2 separate regions of the Sus scrofa genome follow, and region 1 is linked to region 2. A link is a contact called in public Hi-C data. All regions are on one chromosome and are shown on one strand. The core of a region is the stretch at or near the end of the contact, and the rest is flanking DNA. Distances in the headings are between cores, read along the strand shown.

Evidence for each region. Hi-C and Micro-C count contacts between places; a contact is called where the count stands out from the background.
Region 1: a contact with region 2 is called in a Hi-C map of embryonic fibroblasts, with 4 times the contacts expected there. The contact joins the promoter of SLC2A6 here to the promoter of GTF3C5 in region 2. A contact is called at or near these places in 1 of 5 promoter capture datasets (liver) and 1 of 47 Hi-C or Micro-C datasets (embryonic fibroblasts).

The regions. Positions count from the first base shown.
Region 1 is chr1:273,074,104-273,076,803 of Sscrofa11.1, forward strand. SLC2A6 (solute carrier family 2, facilitated glucose transporter member 6) reads right to left here and starts at 1,352. Exons shown (of 10, transcript XM_003353701.4): 1 at 1,146-1,352; 2 at 459-621. The coding sequence starts at 1,237.
Region 2 is chr1:272,742,251-272,744,950 of Sscrofa11.1, forward strand. GTF3C5 (general transcription factor 3C polypeptide 5) reads left to right here and starts at 1,277. Exons shown (of 11, transcript XM_021070913.1): 1 at 1,277-1,744. The coding sequence starts at 1,595.

The DNA of each region.
Region 1 (2,700 bases), core at 102-2,601, 330 kb after region 2:
TTGGTCGTAGTTGTAAATCTGAGGCTGCTAAGATTGCAATTCCAGAATCCTGGGACTCTGGGGACCTCTGCTCCTCCTAACCAGGTGTCCTGGGACCCCCCCCCTCTTGGCCCAGCTGCGCTCTTTCCATTGGTACCTGATGGCCCTGCCTCTCCTCATCCAGGGAGGCTCCCGGTGTGCGTGGGGGGGGGTCTCCACTCAACCTGACCCAGCCGAGGCCTTGAGGACGTCTCCCCACCTGCTCCTTCCCACCCCTTCTCCTCCGTCATCTTCTACTTCCTCTTTTTATTTCAGGGCCATTCTCTGGCCCTGCCCCCCAGCCTGGGATGGGTGGGGGAGGGGCACATCGGGGCCCCAGAGGGGGTCCCAAGGCTGAGCTTTCAGGGGGTTCCCAGCTGGGGACAGAGCTCAGTGGGCCCCCTGCCCTCCCCCTCCCCAGCTCGCAGCATGGCTCTTACCCCAAACCAGGATGCCTGGGTTTTGGTCAGACTCAGGTTTGGATCCAAGGAGTGCTCCAGGGCGGGGATGACAGGGGACGCATAGACCAGGGAGTACCCGAAACTGAAGTTGCCCAGCACAGCGGCGAAGGCTGCCAGCAACACCCTCTTGCTCTGCAGGACCCTGGGGAGGGGGGTGTAGAGGGATGAGGATTTTGGAGTCCCTCCTCAGCTAACAGAGCACAACGGCTACCCACTCCAAGGGCAGTGCTGGGGAGGGCTGAGCCCAGACGGTCAGACGGCCACCTCTCAAGCCTGAGCACCGGCTTCCTTGGGAAGTCGCCAGAGCGGGAGGACAGTCCCCATCGCCGTGGCCGAGACCCCGGTGCTGGAGTGCTGTTTCTCAGAAGAGGAGGCTTGGTTTCTCCTCCCAGCTTTGCCATCCATGGCTTGCTGTGTGACCTTAGGCAAGCCCCTCGCCCTCTCTGGGCCTCATTCGCCCTGTTTCTGCCAACTAGGGGCCAGGCCCAGTACTCGGGAGACCAGCTCCTTAAACAGGACTAGAGTGTCTGGGACAGGAAGGGACCAGATGGCCCAGCCACTCACTGAAGGTCAGTGAAGGCCCAAGGTGGGCGCCAGCCGCCGACTGGAGGGTACCAGGGCCATCCCCAGCCTCCACCCGCAGCCCCCATGCCGAGCGACTCTCACCCGACTCGCGTCCTCTCCCCTGGTGACGGGGGCGGCTTCTCGGGGAAGGTGTCATAGTCCGGGCCCTCGGCTCCCAGCAGCGGCTCCTGCATGGCCCGCCTCTCCCGTCAAGGTGCGCCGCCGCCGAGGGGCCGGGCTGTTCTGGCCGGAGGCGCCTCGGGCTGCAGCGGCTCGGAGCTCACGGCCAGGCCCACAGCTCCGCCCCCCGAAGGCGATTGGCTGCGGGGCGGCCCTGCAGAGCGGGCGCGGGCCAATGGGGTGGCCGCGAGCCGTGCGGATGCTGAGGATGCAGGCGCGGAGCTGGGGTGGGGCCGCCGGGCTTTCCCCGGGCAGGCTCCGGTGCTGAGCATGGCGCCGGGGCGGGGTGGTCGGACTTTGCCGGGGCGCGGCCTCCCGCGCCGGGCGGAGTAACCCAGGCGGGGCGGCAGGGTTTTCCCTGGAAGTCGCAGGCCCTTCCTGCGCCCTTGGAGGCCCCGGGGCTCGCCGAGAAGATGGGAACCCATCAGGGAGGAAGCCGTTTGAAGGTCGTGCGGGGCCTGGAGGCAGAGCCCTTCCCTGTTCGTCTGTGTCCACGTGGGGGTCCGAGCTGGGTACCAGCACTGTGGTGCAGACAGCCTCCCACCGGGTCCCGGCTGCTACTGGGCAGGAAGGAAGCTGAGGCTCAGAGAAGCGCTGTGACTCGCAAAGGCCACACAGGGAACACTCGTCTCCTTCCAAAAGTAGGCTGTGGCCTCCGCCTTGCGCTCGACTCCCTCTCTGCCTGCCGACTCGCGTCGCCCTTGATGTGATGAAATCAGGCTCCAGAGTATCCAGGACAGCCACAGACGAGGGTGTGGCGTAAAGGAGGGGGAGCCAGGGGTGACCGTGCCAGTGGCCGAGACTTGGGTTTTTCACGTTTATGACCACAGAAATAACTTGGGCTTATAGCAAATCATTCAAGTAATAAGATAACGTTTAAAAATAGGAAAAGCGGGGCGTTTCCATTGTGGCTTAGTAGAAACGAATCTGTCTAGCATCCATGAGGATGCAGGTTTGATCCCTGGCCTCGCTCTGTGGGTTAAGGATCTGGCATTGCCATGAGCCATGGTGTAGGTTGAAGATGTGACTTGGACCCTATGTTGCTGCACGTGTGTGGCACAGACCGGCAGCTACAGCTCTGATTCCACGCCTAGATTGGGAACTTCCATAAGCCTCGGGTGTGGCCCTAAAAAGACAAAAAAAGAAAAGAAAGAAAAACAGAAAGTGAAAATTCCCTGGAAGCCCAGCCTCAAAAAATAACTGAATCGCTATTTCCCACTCTCTCCTTGGACGTTTTCAGAGAAGAGCCTCACCCTGCGGCAGTGCAGTGTCTGGTCCTTCTCATCCCATGTTATTCTGCACATTTGCCCATTGAGTGTGTGTCCAATCGTGTGACCACCTCACACTGCTTTTTGTTTTTATTTTTTTATTTATTTTTTTCATGGCTGCACCCGTGGCATATGGAAGTTCCTGGGCCAGGGATTGAATCCCAGCTGTGTCAACAGCTGATCCTTTAACCCACTGCGCTGGGCCCGGG
Region 2 (2,700 bases), core at 27-2,526:
ACCATGTGCTGCTGGTGGACTCCTCCCAGCGATCTGAGTGGGCTTCCTTTCAGGCTCCCAGCCGATGACATATACCTCACATTCAGATTACACATTTTTCTTTAAAAAATGTATTTAGTGGTCCCTGCAGTCATTTATTCGGCCTTCTTAAATCCATCTAGAATAATAACATAACTTTTTGATTCAGGAGTCATTTCAGAAACGTGGGGTATCCATTCCCAAGGAGTCTCTTTTATCTCCTAACGTCCTCGAATCCAGTCCCTTCTTTCCATCCTCACTGCCACTTCCCCCGGCAGCATTTCGTGCCTGGATTATGCAACCTCTCTCCGGTGGTTTATCTGAGTCTGCTTTTGGTGTCTCTGGTCTATTCTCTACACAACAGCCACAGAGGAGTTCCCTGGTGGCCTAGCAGTGAAGGGTTCAGGGTTGTCACTGCTGTGGCTTGGGTTCGAGTTCAGGCTTGGGGACTTCCACATGCCACAGGCACCGCTAAAACATAAACAAACAACGCCAAGGAAACAGCCAAAGAGTCAAATGCATAAATCAGATTCCCGCACTCCCAGCACAAAACCCTTCAAGGGCTCTCCATTGCACTCAGAAAAAGCCAACCCGTTAGGTAAATCGTTTTAAGGATCTGTTTGGCCTTTGTCGACCTCTGACCCTTCATCTCCCTCCACTTTGCTCCTTCAAGTTTCGCTTTTTGTCACTTCCTAGAACGGCCCCCAGTCGCTCGCTTCGGGGTCTCCTCACTTCATGCTTCGGTGAGGTTTGAGTGGTGCCCAGCACACAGCAGGCGCTAAATAACTAAGAAACGAAGGACGGACGCCCGCCTTAGTCCGCGCGGGGAGCGCTTCCGCGTTTTCTGAGAGTGGAGGTGGGCAAGCATTCAAAGTGCATTTCCAGATCGCGCTCTCCATGTCCAGATCGGACTCCTCGCGGCCTCCGTGCGCCGCTAAAAACCACATTCTGGGGCGGTCAGCGGGAAAGGGAGGGAACCCACCCGGGAGGAAACCCACTTGGCGGACCCGGGGTCCGGAAACCCATTGCTTACTGGGACCTTTCCACGCAGGAAGAGCGGCCGGAAGTTTGCTTCGGACACGCCCCCATCTATTATTGGGTTAAATCCCAGGAAGGGGCGGGGACCCAACCTAACCCTGGTTCATTATTGGCTAAAACCTAAGGGAGCCAAGGAAGGGGGCGGAAACCCGGCTTCGTCTTGACTCTTCATTGGCTAAAAAGCTCGGCTCGGCCCTCGGGTTCTCATTGGCTAAAGTCGAGGGCTGGGTGGTGTCTTACAAGCGTCGCCGTCCCTCGGGTTGGTGGGAGAGACAGGCCCTTACCCCGCCCCTTGGGCTCCAACCCTCTTCATTTAAAACACAAAGTTGAGGATCCAGCGGGTGTTAACTCCGAAGTCTTAGGCCCTTCCTTCGGGCCTTTGCTCCCTGAGGACTTCGAGCCTCGCGCAACTCAGGGATTTGGGGAGGCGCGAGCCAGGAGGAGGCCGGAACGATTCCTTCGCGGAACCTTTGGGGCGAGGCCTCTGGGAGCGCGAGGACAGGAACGGACCGCGGCGGACCCGACTAGACTGGCAGGGATGGCGGCGGCGGCCGACGCGGGGCAGGGGGGCGCCGTCTCGGTGGACCTGCGGCACGAGCGGCGCATGGTGTGTGTGGAGTACCCGGGCCTGGTGCGCGACGTGTCCAAGATGCTGCTGACCCTGGGCGGCGAGGAAAGCGTCTCCCGGGTGAGGAGCGTGGAGTCTCCGGGGTCCACGGGGCGGACAATCGCGGGACAACGGCCAGAGGGGCGGGACCACCCAGGGACGCGAGGTTTCCTTGGCAGTGGAGCTTGAGGCTGGCTCTGCAGCGGCCAGCGGGCGGGGATTTGCTTCTGAGACCACTCGGCGTGGACCGTTTTTTCTTCGCGGGCAGAGGGCGCGTGAAAAGAACCATAGGGAGACGCAGAGAGGGTCTCCCATCCTCGGATGAGCCGCAGCTTTGGCATTTCTGCCTTGAGCTCAGCTCAGCTGCAGCTCCCCGCTTTCTGCCACCGCAGGATGTGCTGGACTGCCACATCCTCATTTCACGAAGCAGAAAACTGAGATATGGGAAATTAGGAACCGTCGACCTAAGTGAGAGGGAGGAAGGAAGAATTATGTTATTTAGGCTAAAGGTAGTCAAAGCTAACAACTTACTCTGTACGAGCTACAGTTCTAGGTGCTTTACTTAAAACATGATCCTCACTGGAACCCTTCCTGGTAGGAAGTGTCAGTGTCTGAATTTTACAAGGAAACTGAAACAGCTTGTTCAGATTCGCCCAGCAAAGAGTGGAGCCGAGATGAATTCTTAGCTTGTGCAAAGAAAGCTCAATGTAAGGGCTTTACACGAACCAGATCTTGAAGTGTCTCCTCTTGAGAGAGTTGTTCCCTGATGGCCCTCACTAAAGTGGCTGCTAGCAGTTAATATCTGCCTACCCAACCTGCTAATTCCAACCTGAAGTTATTTTAACGTGTTAATTGTCTGTCTTGGACTCTTGGCTCTGAGTCTGTAAATTCCATGAGAGCGGGACCTTGTCGCTCTCGTTCACACCTGTGGTCTTAACATCCATAGTGGTGCCTGCTTCCCAAACACTTGTCAAATGCATGATTGAATCTTCACAACAATCTAATGAGTTAGGTACAGGTACCATTATTATTCCCTT